3 separate regions of the Mus musculus genome follow, and regions 2 and 3 are each linked to region 1. A link is a contact called in public HiCAR-type and HiChIP or PLAC-seq data. All regions are on one chromosome and are shown on one strand. The core of a region is the stretch at or near the end of the contact, and the rest is flanking DNA. Distances in the headings are between cores, read along the strand shown.

The links. HiCAR-type assays count read pairs that join an accessible place to other places. HiChIP or PLAC-seq counts read pairs in DNA pulled down with a chosen protein or histone mark.
Region 2: a contact with region 1 is called in an H3K27ac HiChIP or PLAC-seq map of trophoblast stem cells, with 7 times the contacts expected there. The contact joins the promoter of Nrde2 here to the promoter of Zc3h14 in region 1. A contact is called at or near these places in 1 of 39 promoter capture datasets (pre-B cells), 3 of 115 datasets of contacts at active chromatin or transcription factors (astrocytes, microglia and trophoblast stem cells) and 1 of 9 other capture datasets (adipose tissue).
Region 3: a HiCAR-type map of astrocytes shows a contact between it and region 1, with 2.4 times the contacts expected there. The contact joins the enhancer-like site here to the promoter of Zc3h14 in region 1. A contact is called at or near these places in 8 of 39 promoter capture datasets (the 3T3-L1 cell line, 3T3-L1-derived adipocytes, the HPC-7 cell line and 4 more), 1 of 484 Hi-C or Micro-C datasets (the N1E-115 cell line) and 5 of 115 datasets of contacts at active chromatin or transcription factors (astrocytes, embryonic hindbrain, embryonic midbrain and 2 more).

Annotation. Positions count from the first base shown.
Region 1 is chr12:98,744,059-98,748,865 of GRCm38.p6, forward strand. It overlaps Zc3h14 (zinc finger CCCH type containing 14), which reads left to right and starts at 2,910. Exons shown (of 17, transcript NM_029334.2): 1 at 2,910-3,100; 2 at 3,422-3,464. The coding sequence starts at 3,065.
Region 2 is chr12:100,157,786-100,162,592 of GRCm38.p6, forward strand. It overlaps Nrde2 (nrde-2 necessary for RNA interference, domain containing), which reads right to left and starts at 1,868. Exons shown (of 14, transcript NM_001290303.1): 1 at 1,755-1,868. The coding sequence starts at 1,818.
Region 3 is chr12:99,900,375-99,905,181 of GRCm38.p6, forward strand. It overlaps Tdp1 (tyrosyl-DNA phosphodiesterase 1), which reads left to right. Exons shown (of 16, transcript NM_028354.5): 6 at 1,974-2,008. Among named protein-coding and RNA genes, the nearest start is that of Tdp1, 18 kb to the left of the region's middle. Within about 2 kb of position 2,792, at least 83 of the 459 cell types and tissues checked have an H3K27ac peak or open chromatin away from gene starts, as enhancers often do. A contact at or near this core is called in the HPC-7 cell line and astrocytes, where this site is marked.

The DNA.
Region 1 (4,807 bases), core at 1,660-4,159:
CTAGGTATAATCCACCCCTTACTTGTCGCTTGGGACAGGGTGGCAGGTGGGAAAGCTGGCCTCAGGATTATGGCCATGTCCCTCACCAGCTGAACCACGTGGGAGAGCTGGCCCTGCACCTCTCCTGGACAGCAGGTAGAGCTGGCCCTGGATGTGCCTGGTGCTGGGGAAAGCATGAGAGCCTGTGGCTGACCAGCTTGGATACCCAGATCTAGAGCTTTAAATTGGCCCGCCCCGGCACCTACTGCATCAGTGAACTGCTGCAGTGCATGAAGGAACTAGTTGTATAGATCCAAAACTACAGAGTCTTCACCACACAGAGCAACAACAGGATATCTAAGAGGAGTCCAGGTGAAGTTCCAGTATTGCTAGAGTAGCAGAAGCCAGAGGCCTTGTACTAAACCAATGAGCGGTTCCAATGAATGTTTGCAAGCTAAGAAGTGTGGACAAAAGGGAATACTGTGGGACACACTATAGCTTCTACAATGAGTTTTTTTTTTTTTTTCTGTTTAGGGGGAGATTGCAAGGGTAGAGGGCGGGTACGAAGGGATGGGGAGATGGGGTATATGATGTGAAATTCACAAAGAACCAATAAAGATTTTGTTTTTTTAAAGAAGAATATGGGCATAGTTGGCACATCCCTGTAGTCCCAGCACCTCAGAGGCTAAGCAGGTGGAACAGGAATCTGAGTCCAAACACTGTGGCCCTGTCACAAAGCTAACACCAACACCAACAGCAACAGCAACAACAACACCAACACCAACACCAAAACCAACACCAACACCAACACCAACACCAACACCAACACCAACACCAAAACATACTCCAAACCACCCAGCGACTTGGAGGAATGTGGGGAGAATGGAAAAACCTTTCTGGATATCTATTCTGGAAAAGGATTCTTCCATGTTTCTCGTGGTCAGGAACGGGGAGAACGAAAGCAATCTAGCGTAGAAATAAATTTGAATTGCAGACGATAACGATGAATTAGCACTGAAAATGCTGAATTCAGAAGAAAATGAAGCGGACAGGACATAGCTACGTAAATTTTGGGAGTGGGTTTCAGGCAACAACATGGCTGAGATGGGAGAGTCGGTCATTGTTAGCACGGGGAGATGACAGTATGAGGGAAGTGCCGGTTGACCTCCTTGTCTCTAGGGGAGTGGAGTATGCTAAAGAACTTTCAGATCTGTTATCATCACTTCGAGTGACAGGTTCTCTCAGTTTCCTTCCGATGCTTGTTTTCCTATAATCCAGCAAAGCTGTTAGGGTTTGAACAATTTGAACACCTATTAGCAGCCATTGAACTCTCTTTTGCTGCCCTGGATGTCTTAAATGAAGGAGCCTAGCAAACAGCCAGACTGCTCTTAGACCAGCATCCACGACAGTCCTGAGCATTCCACCTTGAAACAACTACATAAAGACTGCAGTCGATCTGATTGTCCCAGCTCCTGAATGTGTGGCTCCAATGAGGGCTGTTGGAAAGATTTTGTACCTGATAGTTTGTGATCCCGAGCCTTGAAGAACTTCAAACAAACCTGCAATTATCTCTTCCTAGGCCAGAGGGCAAGCTCTTCTCCTTGTGGTCTAGCAGACCAGACAGATAGCTGTAATTGGTGCTAAGAGGCAAAGCTCTGATTAGTCCAACATATGGCTAGGCTCGGCCAAAACAAATAGCTGTGATTAATCCAAACATCCCATTTTGAGCTATAGAAGCAGACTGTTCAGGCCGGGAGGGGCACTCTCGGGAGCAGCTTACCCTATGGTTACAACAGCAGGCTTAACAAGAGGCTTCTCTCAAGCTCTCTTTTCTGACCCACTTTCAGCTGTGTGGACCCAAAGAGAGGCAGGAGATAGAAGAGGGAGGGAGCTGTTCAAGAGTGGCCAGGATAAGGTAAGAAGCTGAGAGGGGGAACAGGAGGCTCAGAGCCTAAGCATTAAAAGCAATGACGTAAAAAGCAATGAAGGGAACCTGCAGGCCCCGGTCACAAGAATTTGTGAGAACTGTCAGGTCTTCAGGGCCAAGTGTGCCAGGCATCTGACTGAGAGCTGTATCGCTGGCTACCACCATGGCCTGAGAAATCCCAGTACCTAGGACCTTCAGGAAACTGCAATCCCAGCTGAGACTGAGATTAGCAAACCCAATTTCTAGGCCCAAGGAGCTCTAATACATTCAGGGCTGACACCCAATAACGGAGCCCTGCGCACCAACTCTTAACACTAGAGGGCCCCAACTTCCCAGTCACACTGGTCAACACTGCAGGGTGTTGTAACACTAGAGGGTGACACTTGCCAGTCTTGCTACCTGCAGCTGGCAGCCCTCAGGAGGCAGGGGCAGGTGGATCACTGGGTTCAAGGCCAGCATGGGTTTCAGAGCAAGTTCCAGAACAGCCAGGGCTACACAGAGAAACCCTGTCTCAAAAAACAAAACAAAACAAAACAAAACATCCCTATAGAATTAAAGTAAGGTCATGGGTTCTGAATATCGTCCCTCTACCTCATCAAGTGTAATAATAGTACATCTTCTAGAAAATAATCTCCTTTTTGTCATTTGATAATATATATCTCAATCCCATAGTGATACTTGGGGTTAGATTTGAACTCGGATCAGGGCTCATAATGTTTGAGCTATACATACTTTCATCCTGATTACCTGTAGACTAAAATTCGCAAATGAGAAAGCATGAAAAGGAAAAGGAAAGGCTCCCCCGAAGCCTAGAAAGAGGAAGGTGAAACCAGGTAACCCCGTAGGCCATCGTCCTATGAGCCACCAGCAGTGGTCGCCAGAGCACAGGTTCCGGACCCCGCCCCCCTGCCCGGGACACACACGCGCGCGCGATTGCGCGCATGCGTGTGTGCTCAGACGCATGCGCGTTGGCTCCCACTTGCACGGGGGCGCCAGCAGGGGCGGGGACGCGCACGGCGGAGGCGGAGCGGCGGCGGCAGCGGCGGCAGCGGCAGCGGCAGCGGCGTAGGGGGCCCAGGCTGCAGGGTGGCAGCCCGCGGCGGGCTCCAGGTAACCGAGGCGCCGCGCAGTGCCGAGCCGGCCGCCCGCCGCCGAGCCATGGAAATCGGCACCGAGATCAGCCGCAAGATCCGGGTGAGGCCCGCGTCGGCGGGCGCTGGGCATGGCGGGCAGGCGGTTGCCAGGAGTAACGGGGCGGGTGGGCCCGGCCTGCAGCGTCTCCTCCGCGCCGGCCGCCTCAGACGGAGCGCAGGCGCGGCGGTCGGCTCTGGGGACTCCAGCGGGCCCGTGAGAGGCACCTGGGCGGCAGCGGCGGCGGCGGCTGCGGGAAGCGCCGCGCGGGGGGCGGCGTCCCCTCCCCCACCCCCCGGTTGCGCGGGGCGGCTCTTTCACTGTCGCGGTTTTCACAGGCACCTTTGCTGTTTTTTTTTTTTTTTTTCTCTCTCTCTCCCTCAGAGTGCCATTAAGGGGAAATTACAAGAATTAGGAGCTTACGTAGGTAAGTCGATTCTCATCCTTCGCCTCCATATACTACTGTAGGGCTTGTAGCTGCCTGGATGTGTGAGTGACTCTGCCCCAGAGCTCTTCGGGTGGTCTGCCTTGAGAGCCCTGGTTTTCCTCTCCCCTCGTTCCATCGAGCCATCTATAGCAGCACCCCGAGGTCCCTTCCCCCACCCCCATCTCCTGTCTAAGATGTTATTTTGAAATAGTCTAGCTTTTCTAACCTTCGGCTGAAGCTGTCGTGTTTTTAAGCACCCATGTTTGTTCGAATTTTGTTCTGTTTTTCCTGTTGTTACTTTCTCATCATGACCTTTAATTTGAGATCTCTCATTTTGGATATGAACATTATATGCTTCAGGCTTCTGGCATTTGCCACAGAGCTGGTTCAGTAAGTTTTATGTATTAGATTTTTTTTGTTTTTGTTTGTTTGTTTGTTTGTTTTTTCAGAATGAGTGTTTACTCTGAGCTAGGCATTGTTTAGCCATTAAAATGTAAATGATAATATCCCAGTTGTACAAATAGAAACAAAGGCTTCAGGTACTTGAACAGGCCTGGGGGAGGAAGCCTGTCTGACCCCACTGATGGTGGCTTTAGTTGTAAATCATGGGTACCTTAAAATAGTAACTCAGGGTCTGAGACCCTTACTGACCCCTGGAGTCAAATTTGTTTTCATAATGGTTAGAAGGCTTGACATTACACTATGTCTACACTTGGATTATACGAAAGCAGTGAGTTTAAAAGGTCACACCAGCTTTTACTAGAACTCTTGGTCAAATAATTGTAGTTTAAAAAAAAAAGTTCCATCTAGAATGTTATCAATGAGACAGATAAAAAAAAAATGGTTTTTAAAACTGGCTTCTCAATTGGGAGGTGGTGGCCCATGCTTTTAGTCCCAGCTCTCCAGAGGCAGAGGCAGAGGCAGAGGCAGAGGCAGGAGTGTCTGTGAGTTCAAGGCCAGCCTACTGTCTACAGAGTAAGTTCCAGAATAGCCAGGGCTATTGCAACCCTGTCTCCAAAAACAAAACCAAACCCGACACTGTTTAGTATTTTGACTGTAAGAGCAGAGAAGTACTTGTAAAATAGTAGTGTACTGAGCTGATACACGCTTGTTTTCAGAAAAGGCATTAGTGATTGCAAAGTAAGGTAGCTATATGAAGCTGAAGTGTCAACCTGACATAGGCTGTTGTCATTTGGGAAGAAGGGACCTCAATTGAGTAAATGCCACTACCAAATTGGCCTGTAGGAGTGATTGACTTGGGGGGGGGGGTACAGTTTACTGTGCATGGTGCCCTGGTTTGGTGTAGCTGAGTGCTGCTTTAAGAAAGCAGGCAGAGTAGGCCA
Region 2 (4,807 bases), core at 618-3,117, 1.4 Mb after region 1:
TAATGGGATGGATAAATAAAGGAGCAAGTTACAGGAAGATTTAGCGGGAAACATCTTCAGGATGGATAACCAGCTTCCTCAACAAATATATCACCTGAGAAAATACAAGAGCAGAGAAACTGTTTCATACTCAAGGGGACCTACGGGTACATGCAGAAAATGCAGTGTGCCTGGACATGGGAGCACTTGCCTTTAATCCCAACACTAGGAAGGCAGATCTCTGTGGGTTTCTGGCCAACTCTCTGTCTTAGTCAGGGTCTCTAGTCCTGCACAGACATGACCGAGAAGCAAGCTGGGAAGGAAAGGGTTTATTCAGCTTACACTTCCACACTGCTGTTCATCACCAAGGAAGTCAGGACTGGAACTCAAGCAGGTCAGGAAGCAGGAGCTGATGCAGAGGCCATGGAGGGATGTTTCTTACTGGCTTGCTCAGCTTGCTCTCTTATAGAACTCAAGACTACCAGCCCAGGGATGGCACCACCCACAATGGATCCTCCCACCCTTGATCACTAACTGAGAAAATGCCTTACAGCTGGATCTCATGGAGGCCTTTCCTCAAGGGAGGCTCCATTCTCTGTGATAACTCCAGCTTGTGTCAAGTTGACACACAAAACCAGCCAGTACACCCCCTCTCTCAGAGAGAGAGAGAGAGAGAAGACAGAGAGAAAAGGAAGACAGAGAGAAAGAAGAGAGAGAAAGGAGAGAGAGAGAGAATTCTGACTTCTTTTGGATCCCTATAAGCAAACCAACCGTAAAGAAAGCTGAACAGTAACTCATAGTTAAATAATATATAGTTAATTTTCTTAACTATATTTTGTTTTGGTTTGGTCTTTTTTGAGATTAGGGTCTCTCTATGTTGTGGCCCAGGCTGTCCAAGAATTCACTACGTAGATCAAGCTGAGCTTGAATTCAGAGATCCACCTGCCTCTGCCTCCCAAGTGCTGAAATTAATGGTGTATGCCACCACTGCCAGCCCTTCAACTTGACCGTACACTTTCAGTATTAGATGTATTTTCTGCATTTACCTGCCATGGTTAACTTCATTATAGCTGACACTTGTCTTAGCATTTAAAATACGCACCCAGTTCTCTAATCCCATGCTTCTCTTCCACAGCCCCTTGAAGGTCCCTGAATTCTTATCTATACAAATCATATCCTCTTGAAGACCATTCCAAAATTCTGAACGTTTCATTTTTATGGTTGACTGTGGCTCATCTATGACATTTGTAGCATACTACCTTATACTGATTTGTTGCTGTTGTTACTTAGTTTCGTTCATGCAACAGGTTGCATTATCAATCCTGACACACTTATTGAATACGTCTATATTTTGGGCCTGTGTTTCTAATAAGTGTGCTACAATGAATAGACAGTCTCGGAATTTGTTGACGGTTACAATTTAGTAAGGAAAAATCAGAATTACGCCAACCACAATTGCAAGTATTTTAAGAGGGTTTCTTTTGCAATGGAGTTGTATCATTGCAGCTTCTAGGAGAATGAAGTCCAAAAATACGGTAATGTTAGCGCCAGACATCATCGTAGGCTTAGTTTCCCCTCCGCTTACTTGACCACCGTAGCGCCTGAAAGAGCCTCTGGCCCTACACTTCAGACAAGACCCAGAAGGCTTTGCAGCGCCGCGGAGAACTCTGGGATACAGGTGGATAAACAAAGCAAAGAAAAAAGGCCATGACCCAGGCCCGAAAATCTGCCATTAATTTAATGGATGTCTTTTTCGACTCTTTTGGGGTGCTTACCTTTCCTGAATGCCCCATCACCGGAGGCCTCACTTACGTCCGCAAAAGCCGGGAACAGCGCCATGATCACAGGCCGCACTACCACTCCTGCCTCAGAAATGGCGCCGTCTGGAGAGCTCTGGTTGGAGGACGGTGACTCGCGAGGCACTCTGGGAAATGTAGTTCTTCCTGCACTCTTTAAGGCTTAACTCCTGGGCAAGGCGGTGCGGAGACCCAAAGGGTAGAGAGGGGAGGAGGGAAGAGGGTGAGATTGAGGAAGAACAGTTTCCTTGTAGTTAGTGCCCTCCGGCTTCACTGAACAATGGACAAGCAGGAACCGGAAGAGGAAGTTGGGAGGGGGGAAGGTGTGGAAACTGGAATTCAGCTCCTCTGGTAAAAGCACATTGCCTCCTTTAAACTGGATCAAAGTAATCAAATTCTGTAAGATTCATTTTCCTCCTCTGCAAGATTGTGTGTGTGAGTGTATGTATACGTACACATATACATGTACAAATTGCAATTGTTTCACCCATAAGAAGCATTTAAAAGGTGGCTTTAAACTGGGTGTGGGGGCAAACCCCTTTTAAGTCCCAACACTCAGTGGTAGAGGCAAGTGGATCTCTGTGAGTTCGACACCAGCTGGTCTACATAGTAATTTCCATGAGAGTCAGAACTGTATAGAGACGATGTCTCAAAAAAAGCCAATAAAAAGAAAGAAAAGAAATGAAAAATTAGCTTCTATGTGAGATGTGACAAGTTCCACGGCAAAATGTAAGTGATCCAAATATAAGTTGTCATTTTAAATACCCTAGGAATACAGAAGAGTACAAAGTCCCAATAAGATAAAGGTCTTTGACAATAAATGCATATACTTACCTATAAAGTATTTTTGAGATTCCCCTACCAAAAAAAAAAAAAAGGTTGGGTGCAGGAGCCAATGAAATGGCTTAAATAATAAAGGTACTACCAAGCAAGCATGGATACCTGAGTTTCATCCAGGCTCCACAAAGTTGTCTTCTGACCTCCAAGTGCACAGGGCACCACAATAAAATAAAGTTTAGAAAAAAAAAAAAGCTAAACCCAGAGATGTGACTAATCATCTAAACAAAGGAATGGATGGAAACCTATCCAAGCAGCTCCGTGTACCATGTAAACTGTGTGTACCATGTAAACTGTGTGTGTCCAAAATAAATGTCCAAGTTTTCAGGTCCCTAAAAGTACTTGGAAAAAGGAGGCCAGTAGAATCCACTTGTCTTCAACTGTAAATCTCAAGTTCCGCCAAACCTGACAGGAAGTTATCTCAGTTGATTAAATCAATATCTGCATCAGGGCACGATGATGCTCACCTTTAATCTCAGCACTCTGGAGTCAGAGGCACTGGCACTCACTCTGTGAGTTTGAGGCCAGTCTGATCAACAAAGCAAGTTTCAGGACAGCCAGGGCTACACTGAGAAATCCTGTCTGTCTTAGTTAGGGTTTTACTGCTTTGAACAGACACCATGACCAAAGCAAGTCTTATAAAAAACAACATTTAATTGGGGCTGGCTTACAGGTTTAGAGGTTCAGTCCATTATCATCAAGGTGAGAGCATGGCAGTATCCAGGCAGGCATGGCACAGGAGGAGCTGAGAGTTCTATGCCTTCATCCAAAGGCTGCTAGTGGAAGACTGACTTCCAGCAACTAGGGTGAGGATCTTATGCCCACACCCACAGTGACACACCCATTCCAACCAGGTCAAACCTATTCCAACAAGGCCACACCTTCAGATGGTGCCACTCCCTGGTCCAAGGATATACAAACTATCACACTGTCTCAAAACAAAACAGAAAACAAAACTAACTAAAATGGTTACAGTCTTTCCCCAATGTTTCATCTCTTTCTATTCCAGAAAAATAAGAATTAAATGTGAAAGGCTTCAAAAAAATTTTGAAAGCCATGATAATGTATTGATAACAAGGAATCTTGCTGTAGTGGATATTTGTGTATTTACAAACATGTAAGAGACTTTTCGTAAGCAATTCATAAGGACAACTTAATATATAATCAAGTTACTGATACAGATTTCTAAAGTTTTGTTTTCTGGGAGGATTTTTACTTTTTTAAAATTTGTGTGTGTGTACGTGTGTGTGTGTCATTATGCTTATGTGGCAGGAGCTGATGGCCACTGAGACATCTCACCTGCCCTGTCTTTTGGTTTTAGTTTTGTTTTTGTTTTGGTTTTTTTTTTTTTTTGTTTTGTTTTTAGATAGATCTCAGTATGTAGTACAGGCTCAGACTCTTTATCCTCTTGCCTTTCTCTCAATTAAAACAAAACTTCACTTTTAGTGTAACATACGAGTAAATTTTGCAAAGGTTTAGCAGACACAGACATTTGTATGGAGTGTGTAGCTTTCACCCTAACAAATGTTGAAAAAACAGATTCTCTATGTAGCCTAGGCTGTCCTGGAACTCTCTGTGTAGATCAGGCTGGCCTCAAACTCACAGAGATCTGCCAGTCTCTGCTTCGCAAGTGTTGAGATTAAAGATATGTACCATAATGCCCAGTACATTTTGAAAACGTACAGAATTAATTTTCAGTGTAGCTGCCGCAGAGGCTGGAAATCCTGCTTGGTCTCCAATGTTTCTATGTGATCCTTTCCTGAAAAGCTGTGCTGACCTTTGGTTTAAATGATCAACGTTCGAGTGGTAAAGGCCAGTGCTTAAGAATACTTGCTGCTCTTACAGAGGACTTGGGTTGTTATTTTTGGGGTTTTTTTTTGTTTTGTTTTGTCTTGTTTTTGTTTTTGAGACAGGGTTTCTCTTTATAGCCCTGGCTGTCCTGGAACTCACTTTGTAGACCAGGCTGGCCTCGAACTCAGAAATCCGCCTGCCTCTGCCTCCTGAGTGCTGGGATTAAAGGCGTGTGCCACCACGCCTGGCAGGGTTGTTATTTTTTTTCAACATTTGTAAGGGTGAAAACTACGTGCTCCACACAAATGGGCATAGGACTAAATTTGCTATGGCTGTGATTGCCAGACCTTTACAAAATTTGCTACTAGGTTAAACTAAACGTTACGTATTGAACTAGACCTGGT
Region 3 (4,807 bases), core at 1,542-4,041, 1.2 Mb after region 1:
AAATATCTGTGTTTTCTGATAATCCTAGCCAACCCCTGTTCAACTCTAAAAGGGGATTACAACCACAGGTTGAGAACCACTGCTCCAGTGGGAGATGCAGGAGAACTGTGGCCCTGTCCTGTCCTGCTGAAGTGCCTTTCCATATTGAGTGTTTCTGGTAATAGCAGTCATCCGGGAATCAGTTGGCTGTGTATTTAGTGCAAGGGGCTGGAAACAAGGGGCTCAAATACTTTGTCTGAGTTCTGCCTCAGCTCTAGGTCTGGGTATATGACTGTGCCTTGGCTACTGTAGTAACATTTATAGATGGAAAACTTTTTTCTTTTTTAGACTGGGCAGCTTAAATAACAGACATCTAGGAAGCCAGAGTCAGGTCACGGTACAGGTCACTCTGGTTCTTGGTAAAGACTCTGCTCGTGCCTTGTGGTTGCTGTGTTCTCCCAGTATTCTTCATGGTAGAGAAGTGAGGGTCCACTAGCACTCTGGTCTCAGTGAGGACTCTGATTGTATTGGAGACCCACATACGCCACCAAGTCTGTCTCACTAAACACTGACCCTCTTGGCTCTGCCCTTTGATGTGTGAGTTGGAGGGTGGGGATGACACACAGGCTCATTCCATGATGTTCATTCTGGCTTTGTCACTTCCCATTTGGTTAAATCTAACTTGTTCGTGTATAAAATGGATTCCTAGTGGCATCGGTACAGCGTTTGAAAGAGTTGGTCCATTAGCCCAAAAAGAAGCATGCGCTAAAGATTATCTGCTGAAGTTGCTTTTATCCCTGTTGTTTGTGCCTTAGTCTGGCCTGAAGCATGTAACTTGTAGCCAACTAAACTCGGGAGCCAGTTCTCCTAGCCACTGTGCTTTCTCAGTTAAAAATGAGCTGGTAAAATGATTGTGTAGTTTTACAGATGTGAAATACAGTTCCTAACTTTCTTCTCTAGTCAAACAGCACAAATGCATGCTGGTCCTCATGTATTTCCCCAAGCTTCGTGGGTCTGCTAGGAGCCTCTGCAGACTGCCTGCTACCCACTTCATAGTCCAGTTGTCCATGTCTCCCCTGGCAGCCAGTCCCATCCTTCCATCCTATGGTTGGGAAAGGACACTGTTTACATAGATGTATTGCTTACAACAAAAGACCTCTTTCCTAAGCACTTAGGCATATTTTCTCATTCTCCCTAACAACTAAATCTCATAACAATAGCCCACTTTAATCAGGCAAAAGCAAAGTCATAGAACATAAGTTATTTTCCAAAGTCAGGCAAATTGTGAGGCAGGATTTGAGGCCAGGCAGTGTATTCCTAAACTGATCACTCAGCGACTTGTTTGTTCCATAGCCATTCTTTCTGGCATATCCTGCTTGACTTGGGTCTCTTGTGCTAGATGTTAGATAAAATGTTTACCCTCGACATACCGGCACTTATAAAACTCATTCTGGATTACAAGGTGGGCTTGGCGGTGTTTATCTCCAGCTTCTGCTGCCTTTGTATGAAACTTTCTCTTTCAACTTAGCATCATGATGTCTTTATGTTGCCACCAATTCCATGCTGTTTAAATCTGTTCTTAAAACTCTGTTCATGCTAACTTTCTTGGGAGCCAAATATCTTATTTAAAACTTTGTTTGGGATCACATTTATATTTTTTGGCAACTAAAAGATTAGGTTTCCCACTTATAACTTCTGTAATTAAAAATGTAATATGTATTAAATCATATTAGGTAACACCCACCCCACCCCCAAGCCCCCAACCAAAGTATTTTAAATGAGCCTGCTGCATACTGTAATAAAAGCTGTGTTCTGTTTGTCCAATAGAGGGCAGTCAAACAGTTTTGTTTTGTTTTGTTTTGTTTTGTTTTGTTTTGTTTTGTTTTGTTTTTAAAGAGTTGCCTTGTTCCCTTCCCCATTTAATTTTCGGTAGACAGGAAAATTAAGCATTTAAGTGCAACTTTTTAAAATAAATTACTTTTTTCCTATCCTAGGCAAAGTTGGATATTGCATTTGGAACACACCACACGTAAGCAACTTTTATGAAGTGGGGGAAGGTATGGTTTTAATTGGTCAAAGGACATAATCAAGGAGCTCTCTGTCAGCATGGAAGCGTGTGATCTGTGCCTCGGAGGCCTCTGCCTATTGCTTAGGACATCTGCCAAGGCCATTGGCAGACAGAATTCAAGAGTAGTTCTGTGGTCATAGACAACTCTGCGTGCTAAGTCAGGGCTTGTGACAGACCTGCTTTTAAAAGTTCTGTCATTTGGCAAGAATGAATTACATTGAATAGTCTATTATTAGTCAGCCCCATACTCTGATAAAGGAAAACTGATTTTATGGAAAGTTGCCAGTCTGCAAGGCTCCAGTGAACTCCTCTGAGATGGCTCAGGAGAAATTGGCCCACCTCTTCCTCTCACGTGAGCCAGTGACAGCTCGATTTATTTTTAACTTAGTTTCATAGCCTCTCACCAAGTACTTTTAGGGTTATTCGGCTTTTCAAGTGGAAAAAACAACAAAATGCAGTTGTCTTTACTTTAATATTTTTACAAATCACATTTCTCTTGAGGGGATTTGGCAAAAGACTGTGACAGAAGATGGCTGTTCTCTCTTTTAATCCAGGAGTGGAAGTTTGGGCCTTGCTGCCCCCAGAGAGGAAGCAGTGTGCTAGGGGTAGTGGCCGTCCTCGGTCTGGCCTGACGCTGCTTCCTGCTGAAGCTGAGATGGAAAGTGACAGTATTGTGGCTGCCTTTCTCTCTGTGTGCATACAGCAGTATTTTTGCCAGTCTGTTGTGAAAAGGAGCCAGACTGGAAGCAGTTAGGCACGAAGTGATAGTTCCATTCTCTGACTTGTCCTGGGTAACATCTACAGGCCACCCCTAATTGGTAGCTTTTGTCCACTAAGGGACAAAAGAGAATTTAGAGTGAACTCAAGTACTGACTCATGCATAAAATACTCATTTTCTAGCTCTGAGCACACAAGATGCCAATTTCAGCTCAGAATACAGATTGCTGTCAGTGGGGGCAGCTTAGCCTTAATGCAAAGCACCACACAGGAAATCCTTGTCTCTCGCCCTTAGCTGAGACCCCAGGATAAATACATTCTTGATTCTAGAAGGCCCTCTGCCAGCCCTGTCACCATTTGGGCCCCGGTATGATTTGTTGGGCCACTGGTGCCCGATTCTTGTGCTGAGCACGTGGTCTGCGCTGTGTAATGAGCTTCACAGGGGAAAAGTTCCGATGTCCCTCTGGGCTAGCAAGCAATGGAGAGCTTGTCGGTCATGCTGTCACCCCCGGGAGAGACTTGCGGGGTCAGAAGACTGCCTCAGACGCTGGCTTGGTGATGCTTCCCTGTGAATGCAGCAGGGAAGGAGCAAAGGGGAAGCTCCCCTTTGTTTAATCATATCAAAATTATTTGGTTCTTTTAATATCACACACCGGAAAGCAGAGACCTAGGATAAATGAGTTTACGTTCCTTGGGGATGAACATGGGGCTAGAGATCATTTTTAACCTTAGTTTTTAATTTGTTCTTGTTTGCTCAGTGCTACAGTTGATTCATTATTTCCTTGGCCCCGTTCAACCCTTGCTCCTTAGAGCAGCTCACACATGCACATTCTGTAGGTTAAATCTAATAGCTCACAATCCAGAGACGTCAGTGGAGTGGAACCCTCCCCAGCCAGAGAGTATCCAGGGTTTACGTTTTTGCTGGAACATCAGGATCTTGTAAAGGATTGAGATCATGTCTGGAGATTTTAGTTTATTATTTTAAAAATTAGGAGGCCGAGCTAGAAGCAGGAGTTCAAGGACAGTCTACGTGAGATCCTACCTCGCCGAAAATTATCCAAGCAATCCCTGTAATGTCACTGAGTCTCAAGTCGGTCATCCTTGTCCTTGTAGCTTTTCACCTCTGAGTGAGAGCACGAAGCATGGGAGATAGAGAAGGGGAAAGCCTCAGCTCACAGTGATGTGATAACAACTCTCCTCCCAGCCAGCAGGGACAACAGTCACTGTGAGGCAGGTTCTGGGGTGACACACACCTGAGCGATGTACTGACCAGGCATTGGCTGGGTACCACGCACAGGGCACAATAGAAATAGTCAGGATTTCACTCCATCTACAGATGTGGTCTGTCCAGCATCTCCAGGGTGCACAGTGGTTCCAGGCATGATGTGTCACACAATGCTTTAGAATGGGAAAGTTCTCTGGTTTGCCCCAGAGTTGGGCAGTACCTCTGAGGGCTCTGAGATCAATAGGGAGAAACAAAGCAGCTGAATGGACAATGTCCTCATGTAAGCAGGAGCCAGCCATAGCCTGCAGGGAGGGGCATGCTTCCCGCCTACTGCTCCAGCTGCTCCTCTGTCTCACCAAGGCCGCATCTCCCACTCACTTTCTAGTACTGAAAATTTTGACCATCCCACCTCCAGCCATGTCAGTACACACAGTGCCCTGGCTTGTGGGCATGTGTGAGTTCATGCTCATTGTGACTCAGATAGTCCTTTTCCTCCAGCTCAGGCTCTGCACTTGTGTAAAGTGAAAATGCTTTGCTCTGTCAGTAGCGTGTGGCTGCGAGACGTCTCACAGGAAATTCTCAGCTCCCAGGCATGGATCCTAAAGGCTTCTTGCCTCGCAAGCACAGCAGCTGGCATTGTGGGAAAGTGAAGAGCCTTCCCTAAGGATGACGCTTCCAAGCCTGTTCACCTCACAGCCTTTCTAGGCTACAAGGCTGCCATGACCCACGTCATCCGGGAATTGACAGGCCAGGCTCTAAGGTGAACAAGAAAGAAATGTGGAGACTGTGACCATTGTGGAAACCGCACCAGTGGTGGT